Linked DNA regions of Mus musculus: region 2 is linked to region 1. Evidence: chromatin contacts called from public promoter capture Hi-C data. All regions are on one chromosome and are shown on one strand. Each heading gives the region's core, a stretch centred on a gene start, on an enhancer-like site or on the middle of the called end of the contact. The rest is flanking DNA. Distances are from core to core; before and after follow the strand shown.

Region 1 (4,579 bases), core at 295-2,794:
TCTATATGTGTCTTCATAATTATCTCTGTATGCTGATGTGTAAATGCTACTTTGTTTGACAATTTGTTACTTTAAGAGTATTTTTCTGATTCTCACTGTAGGAAAATGACATAAAATTCAGATTTGAACCCCAAATCAAGTCTCCTCTTTCCTAAGAAGCAGACTGCACGTGTTGCAAAAGCCATCATTGTCACGCAGGTGGAGCCTTCTGAAATTTATCTGTTTATTGACAATGGTTTGTCTTGGTATTTTTGCTGTGTTAATAGAATGCCATGGTTGGGGAAACTAAACAATTTTTATTTGGCACAGTTCTCAAAGATGTGACTACGACATCAATGTGCCAGCACAGTGCGGGTCTTCCAGAGAATGTCTCAAATGACTGGCTTCTATTGTGTCTCCAAAGGACGGGGATTTCCTGTAAGGATACTCATTCTATCCTGGAGCCACACTCACTTTATCTAATTATCTCCCAAAGACCCTACTATCAAGAATCAACTTAGCCTTTCAATATATAAATTTTTAGAGATGCAAACACTTTATCTATAGCATGTACAGTAAACACACACACACACACATACATACATTCAGTTTTGAGAATTAGTAATGCTTTTCATATGACATAAAATATTCCATATTTCTACCTATACACTAAGTTAATCCTCTTTATGGTTTCATTGCAGTTCATTATATGGCTGTGTGATCATCTGTACAGTCACCTACTGGTGGTGACATGAAATTGGTTATAAATATATACACTTTATACTACAAGCATATAACATTGTATACATTTATATAGGAGAAATTGAACAAAGAAAATTTCATCTTTTAAATGTTGTGAGCCATGATGAAAACTCTTTTCATGGAAGTTGAATTTTCTTATTCATGAGACTAAGAACCCTGAAGAGGGAGCACCAATTTCTATGGTAATGTGGTACTCCAGGTTGGGGCCCCTAGAATTTCTGGTAACAATTTGGGGAAAATGAGAATTTAGTATTTTAATTTGGCTGTCATATAACTTGGAGGATAAAGGATTAATAGAAGCCCTAGCAGCTAGCTGGGAAGCTACTGCGTCCTGTGTTAGCTGTGAGGTTGGGGACAGGTGCTTGCTTCTGTCACTTGCATTCTTTCTCTTGTATTCTCCTTGGTCCTTATGACTCAGGGTCAAGAGCCCCTTGTGCAATTTCTCATAAGCAGTAACAGGTGAAGCTAGGACAAATGGTTCGTGCAAACATGCGCACAAAAGGTCTCCTTAGAACCTGTGTGTGCTCACTGGGGCTGGAGTTGTATTGATTTCTCTGTTAAGTGTCCAGAATTAGCTGGACCTTGACACGCATGTTTCTTTCAACTGTTTAGCTTTCATAACGCAGCTTTTGAACACACTATTTACTGAGAAGGCAGCACCCTTCCTAAACGTGGTGGCATCTTTGAACCACAAGTTAATGAAAATGGAGGACTTTAGCTGCCAAACCACAACAGTGCCTCCAGTGTCTGTCATCTTGCTTTGAGCTGGTGCAAAGGCATGTGTTTTGCATCTGTATTAGAGAGGTTAGCCTTGACATTCCTTCATCCCATGCAATATTTGTTAAATAAAAGGAAAAGAAAGGGGCAGGCATGCTTCACCCAGATGTGATATTTAGTCAGCTTGGAAATTCTTCCCCTTGCCTTTCCTGTCACAATGCAGCACTCACCAGCACTGGCCTCCTGCATCCAATTAAAATCGATGATTGCTGGTGACTTATTATTCAGATTCCTAATCAGTTAATTACAATAGACCTACTGTGCAGAACAAGAGTACTACATTGCATTCGGATGGAAGCTTTATTCTTTGTTTCATGTTTACAAAATCAATTTAATAACTGCTCTTCCACGAGCCACTGGCATTTGTAAATATTTTTAAAGGGTAAGAAAATCCCCGAATCTTTTTTCAACTGTTATGAGAAGACAAGGTCATGTGTCAAAACCTGATCGTATTTACTTTTGCAAACCCACACACATTTGTTCTTCGTGGTAGAAACCACTGTCTTCTCTCAATCCGGCTTCATCGTCTGTAGGAAAACTCCATATGGGACTTTGTTCTTCCCACCTCCTGCTTTCTTCCTTCTTATGAAACACCTCTTCTTCCTCCTGTTCCCTGTCCCCTTTTCTCATTTCTCTTCTCTCTTAAAAATGTAAATCAAGAAAAGAAAATATCTAATAAAAATAAAAATAAACAAATAAAAGTATAAATCATATTTACTTCTATTAGTCAGATAGCAACAAAAAACTTGTTGAAATTGGTCAGAGTTTATATTTTATTCTCTGATATGATACCACTAGGGTGGTTTTGAACTATATGGAATCAAAGGGAATGGTTTGAACTGACTACCTTAATTACCATTTCCTTCAAAAAAGAATCAGAATGTGTGTGTGTGTGTGTGTGTGTGTGTGTATGTATGTGTGTGTATGTGGTTGAAGAAAAATGATAAGAACAAAGTTTGCTTTCAAGGATTATGAACATTTCTTCCTAAAGTGATACTAATCATGTAATAAATTACATTGGTTACTTCTATGCAAGATTTTGGTTTCAATGTACAGTTTAGAAAGGGATAATCTTCAAGTTATGAGATAATTTATAAAATATAATTTTGAAAAGTTGAAAAATGTGTTGCAAAGCATTTTTGCATTTGTGAAGCACAGAAATATTTATTCTTGGAGAAATTAGACCATTAAATAAACTTTCTCTTTCAATTGTTGTGTACATGGTTGATCTTATCACGGTTTTTAACCAAATGGATCAACTGTATCTTTGTACTAACATATATGAAAAGAAAAATTTACTTCTGTCCATTTGCCTTTATGTAAATTTTTAAAAAACTAAATTGGTTCTATTATAAATCACTTAATCTAAACTTAATACATTTTAAGATTCTATACAGTCTAACGTATAAAATTTGTGTATAAAATTTGTAAATATTCAACTTCCTGTGAGTATGCAGATATATGTGTCTAGCTGGGCAATTTGACATATGTTTAAATATATAAATAAAGATACACATATTAATATTTTTCAAGTAGTTCTACTTGTAGAAATATATAAACAAATGTTTAGAGTCCCATAAGGGAATATGTATTTTCATATTTCATAAAGGAATATCTTTTCATTATGCTTCTGGACCTTGTACCATTTGCTACAAATTGGGAAAACCAGTAAGTATTTAGTTTACTAGTAAATGGCTGTCTTTACGTACTTTCAAAGAGCTCAGTCAAACAGTTACGTCTCAGACACATCTGTTTGGCCCATGCTTTTGTAACCATAGTTAAAAACAGAAGTAATATTTTAATAACAATCTTAAGATGATATCTTAGGAACTTAAAGATATTTAAGTATATTCTACATTTTGTATTTATAACAGAAGGCCAAATACTTTCAAATAATGAATTTGTAAGCAGTGCTATAAATCCATACTTAATGACTTCCTGAACTGTGAAATGGCTCATCATTCCTGAATCTTTGTTTCTGATGCCCATGTCATAGGCACTTACACTGAGTGATGCAGGCTTCCTGTCCATGTATACTGCTTCCTGTGGTCAGCTTGCATGCTCATCAAGAGATACTCATATTTGTATTCAATGTCTTCCTGTAATAGATGTACTTGCTACTTTTCTATTAAGTTTCATGCTTAATTATTCATATAAATGAATCAGATATATAAGGGGTTATAGATATAGATGAATAGATGGCAATAGAACACTTAAAAATGTTTTGCTAGAACTGTTATTGCACTGGGGGGCGGGGACAAAAGTCATACATATCTAGACAGTTATTATGATTAAGTCATTTCTGAAGTATCTCTAATTCCTTATACACCAAAAAAGAAAAATAATAGATTTTACTTTCTTATTTGTAATAGACTGTAGTTTGTGTAAAGAGATGATGAATTCTGAAGAATGGCCATCTCTAATATGCATAGGCAAGGTCATAGCCATCATGTAAAACATGAAACTTCAATTGTATTTCCTTGTGTTACACACACCACTGTTTATAGTCACGTCAAGGTCCTATCTGACTGTTCTAAGAACATGACTCGGCGAGTCTAGCTGTGTCTGGATCAGCAGTCTTTAATGCGTCAGTAGGATGTAGTTAAAAAAATGACTGGGCCTGAAAAACAAGATTTTTCATAAAAATCCCTTTATCATTCCTAACTTTCTTGTACGACTGGTTATTTATTACCTTGCTATTATACAATGTAGGCAAACTTTATACCAAGTAAAATAGTAAAATAGTACAGTTGATCACCAAGAAGACAAATATTCTGATATTCTAATTTCAAATGTCTTATATAATATCTTATTTTTTCTGATTAAGTACTTTTACAAAAGTTATGAAGATGAACCTACCTAAGAACTTTTATGATATATTTTGTTATATTGAGGACCTATAAAAATGCACGTCTTTAAAGAATTACATCATCAAAAATGCTTCAGTTACTCTAATTGAGAATATGTAAAAATGATAATGACTTTGCCTTAGCTTGAAAAAACAGTATTAAAGACATCCCCTTTACAAAGGTGACTGCCTGTGGTGAGCTGTTTCCACTAC
Region 2 (4,508 bases), core at 1,917-4,416, 320 kb after region 1:
GCTACCTGGGGCAGAGTATCAGTACAAGGAGGAGGGAGCGTGGGAGGAGAGAAAGCCTTATAAGAGCCTTCAGACTCAGCCCCCTGAGAAGAGTAGGAACAAAAAGAAACAGAGGAAAGGGTCCCATCAGAAGGGACAGACGCTGCAATTTGATGAGCAGACCCTGAAGAAGGCAAGGCGAAAGCAGTGGGTCGAACCTCGGAACTGTGCCAGGAGGTACCTTAAAGTGGACTTTGCTGATATCGGCTGGAGCGAATGGATTATCTCTCCCAAGTCATTTGATGCTTTCTACTGCTCTGGAGCCTGCCAGTTCCCCATGCCAAAGGTAGCCGCCGCCGCCGCCGCCCTTCACCTTGTGCTCATTTCATTTTTGCACGGGGTAGAGGAGTATGCTAAGTGTATGTTTTCATTTAGAAACCTCTATTCAGACCTTTATTCCTAACATTCTAAAGTCTAACAAAATGGGCAATGTGGCTATGCTTGGGTTTCCTTGATGATTGTTAAATGTAATAGGAGGTATGAAGACTTTAAAAAGCTTAAGTGCATAATATACTTTTTTTTTGGTTTGTTTCCAAACGTGGCATATATCCAGCCTTGTGGTCACTTGTAAAGATACACCTGTCCACAATGAGCAGGCCCTAGGTGCCAGAAGCTGGCCTCTGAGTGGTGTTCCAGGGATGGAGGGATATTGTGGAAGCAAGAGGAAGTGCTAACGGGTGTGATATTCTGATGTAGAGTAATTTTAGATAAGCAGTTTCTTGGGAGCTGAGCTGTCCCAGTACCAGTCAAGATCAGGGTCCAGCTAGGTGAAATGACTGAAACCCTGAAGATGCTTAATTCATTTGCTTGACTGCTAAACACAAAGCACAAAGGCAAAACAGGGTGCCCTCACCCTGTCTGAAATTACCTCTGTTTATTTCAGAAGCATCAGGGACCGCATTTTATATCAGCATGTATTCAGAAGTGTTTCCAACTCCAATGACTCTCCTTCAAAGCAAGTCCAAACGACAGCTCCCTAAAGAGTACACCCTACAGTAAGAGTTAGCTCTACCCTCCAGCATCCAGTTAAGCATACTGCTTCACTTCCATCTCAACTTACAACAGCTTAAATCTCCACGGCACACCATACAGTGACTAAATGGACAGAATGTAGAAAAGGAAGAAAAGAGCATCTTTAGTAAAATATGAATTTGTTCTGCTTTTAAAAATAGAGAAAATGTTCCTTCACCTCTTAGACTGTCAGCTTCACTTCAGGGATCTTTAGTATTGTATTGGTATGCTAAGGTCTATTCCTAGACTCACTGACTGGCATGCACATAGGAAGGGCTGTACACAAGGCTAAGCCAGCCTCTGGGCCAGCAACCCATCTGAAACCCTATTTTCTTCATTAGTTGTTTCAGAAAGATGAGCTTTGTACATCCCCTACGAAGTTGTCTCTCCAGGGGGATTTTTGTAATTTCTTATTTTAAGAATCCAAACATGGGCAGCTAACGAAATGGGAAATGGCTCAGTGGTTAAGAGTGCTAGCTGCTCTTCCAAACATCCTGAATTCAATTCCTAGCAAGCACATGGTGTCTCGCAACTGACTGTAATGGGATTTGATTCATTCTTCTGGTGTGCATGAAAATAAATCTCTCTCACACACACACAAACACAAACACACACACGCGCACACACACACACACACACACACACACCTATATCTATTCTTATCTATATATCTATCTCTATCTCTATCTCTATCTCTGTCTCTCTATATCTACATCTACTTCTCTCTCTCTCTCTCTATCTCTATCTCTATATCTATAATTCTTTAAAAAAGAATCCAAACATAAAGTAAAGATTATGAATTCAGGGCTGTGTCACATGCCCTATCTTGTTGGAAGAATCATGAAGGACCTTCACTGCTCAGACAAAATGTGTTCAACTGGGGTGACACTTAGAATCTTGGGTGTAACCAAGATGGTGACTGTACAAAACAGAGATGTGTCCTATTTGACAGTGTGGCTTGCTTTGTGACACTGAGAAGCAGGGGTTGTAATCCAAAGCTGACCTCATGTCAGAGTACCTGATTTTAGGTAGGTCGTAGGACTTGTCCAAGTAACCTCCTTCCCTTAGCCCCATGAGATGAAGTTCTTCTGGGTAGTTTAAACAAACAAACAAAAAAAAATGTCTTGTTCCTTCCTCACTCCAATCTCCAGGCTCCAGAGACCACACAGGTGTAGATGCTCGGTCCTTTCGCTTCTGGATGCTTCCACCTCTCTCTAGTCTTTCCTGACTTGTGGCCATCGACTTCCTTGTACTTCCTTTTGCTCTTTATGAGCCCACTGTCTCTTCATAAGAACTTGACTGTGGTTCCTAGTGATGAGAAGGAATCATCCCTAGAAGTTTCCAGGGGACCACAGAGTTAAGAACCACAGAGATGAATTTAGGGAAAGACAGACGTTAGAGCATTCACAGAATTAACTAATAATGCTTGGTCCTAAGTGGAAGTCAAACAGCTTGGGATCCTGTTAATACGTAGAATCTGACACTGTGCGTGTGAAGTGGAGGCTGCAGAGGACTCTGCATCTAACAGTGCCCAAGGTTAACCTGCTGGTTCACAAGTCTGTTTGGAACAGCAAAGTAATTAGTTCCTTTTGACTTGGATGTTGGTTCCACAGGACTAAACAACAATGGCCCCTTAGATTAAGTCGATAAAACTTTCTACATGTTAATTTTTTTCTTCAACACAGGAAAGACATGAAACAGTAGAGCAGCCTACATGGAATGGGTACTCTGTAACTGTCTGCTGTTGATCTAATGAGTAGCCACTGAGGAGACCAAGTGGCATAGTAGAGTTAACTAAGCTGATGTCTAAGGAAGCTCTGTGCAGGGAAGGCAAGAGTGTCAGGAGGCAAGGAAAGTCACCAGGCAAGAAAGGTTTTGTAAAAATTTCAGCCCCTGTTCAAACATCACAAAACTGAAAAGAGAATTCCCCCTCCTCTGGGTTCAACAGCCCATGAGCTCTTCCAGGGACCTTTTTCCTGGGGTGAGAATGGAATGGAAAGAGAACCTGTTGTAGTAGCAGGACTCATCACATTAATTGACACTTGGAAAAGCAACAGGTAGCAAGGATACAGGTGGAGGTCTTTTCTCTGAGGTTGAGATTTCCCCTCCCCAAGTTGAGAGCGGAAGTTTGGTGTCGCTTTGTGTGGAACTGCTTAACATTTAACGTGTGTTAGGGGTTCCCTTTAAGCTCCAGTGACTTTGTATCTTTTGGTCAGTACAGTAACAAAGGAGGATGGGGAAAAAACTGATGTAAAGGGAATGGGGTGGTTAATAGGTACCGTTAGCAAGTGCCTGCGGTGGCATCCAGAGTGAGATATTTAACTAAAAATATAGTCTGAGCAGCAGAGGGAAATGAAGGCCTCTGGTCAGATCAGCAGAGCACACGTGGGCTGGCTGAAGTGCCAAAGAACTCTCAGACTTGAGATATACATTTTGCCTCGGGGGAAAGTTCTCCCAGGCCAGATTCCTCTGTTTAGGGGCCTCCTAGTTTTTTGGCCTCCTGGGCAAAATCCCAGCCTATATGGCAGGGTTCTTTGTCTGCAAAAGTCGACAACCTGCTCTATAATTCAGAACAGCTGTGTTCTGCCTTTCCCAAATTCCAGGCTTTGCCCTCTCGATGATTTCAATTAGATAGTCTCTGGGCCATCACACCCATGTGGGCTGGACTGGAATCGTGTAGAGGGAACCTCATGGCCCAGGTCAGGAATGAAGCTCTCAGCCGATGACACACTCTCCCCTTCTAATGTCCTGTGATCAGATTTAGCCAGAGGAAAGCATCCACAGCTTGGCAGGTGCAAGCCTGGCCCTTGTAGATTTTATTCACAGACACAACACTTTGGATCCCCCCCCCCTAATTTCCAGCTCTTACAGCCAGTCTGTTCTCCCCAAGAGGGACTCTCGGAAGGATGCCATATGATGGAAAAAAATACCGAGATAGGCAGAGCCAAGTTCTGTGCCTCTGCCTCCCTCACCACCTTAGCAGCAATGGAAAACAGAAATTTCAAATGAAAATGATTGATCCATGGTTCCTGACGGAGATCCAAGGAAACAAGAAGGGTTAGAGGAATAAAGTTAGTTCTGCGAGGAACTGTGCAAAAGCTGGGAACAGCAAAGATGTAGAATTGAGCAACACATCATTGAAGTACTTTGAAGCAAGCCCTCCCTATAAAGAGTTTCAAATTTAGTGAATGCAAAATGATAGGCTCTTTAAGGGTCTTCCAGTTGTCGTCTTGGTCAGGAAGATGAACACCATAAACACGAAATTTGACCAACCTCAGCAGAGTCGCACCTGAATGGTGGTGGAGGTGCACCCTGTCATTTAAAAGCGTGACAGGTGTGGAGAGGAGCTCAGATTTGCACTTGTGACTGGCTGGTATCAGCTCTAAGCTTAGAAGAGAGAGAGCCATGAGAAACATGATCCTAGCTGGAAAACAATAATTCTTACTGGCAGCATGCTT

The links. Promoter capture Hi-C pulls out the DNA fragments that hold promoters and counts their contacts.
Region 2: a promoter capture Hi-C map of embryonic stem cells shows a contact between it and region 1, with 4 times the contacts expected there. The contact joins two enhancer-like sites. A contact is called at or near these places in 12 of 39 promoter capture datasets (the 3T3-L1 cell line, 3T3-L1-derived adipocytes, cranial neural crest and 8 more), 9 of 484 Hi-C or Micro-C datasets (embryonic fibroblasts, embryonic stem cells, granulosa cells and 2 more) and 1 of 9 other capture datasets (adipose tissue).

What each region holds. Positions count from the first base shown.
Region 1 is chr5:98,551,822-98,556,400 of GRCm38.p6, forward strand. The region is part of intron 3 of Cfap299 (cilia and flagella associated protein 299); the gene reads left to right. Among named protein-coding and RNA genes, the nearest start is that of Gm24279, 13 kb to the left of the region's middle. Within about 2 kb of position 1,545, at least 8 of the 459 cell types and tissues checked have an H3K27ac peak or open chromatin away from gene starts, as enhancers often do.
Region 2 is chr5:98,872,610-98,877,117 of GRCm38.p6, forward strand. It overlaps Bmp3 (bone morphogenetic protein 3), which reads left to right. Exons shown (of 3, transcript NM_173404.5): 2 at 1-325. Among named protein-coding and RNA genes, the nearest start is that of Gm42123, 16 kb to the right of the region's middle. Within about 2 kb of position 3,167, at least 8 of the 459 cell types and tissues checked have an H3K27ac peak or open chromatin away from gene starts, as enhancers often do.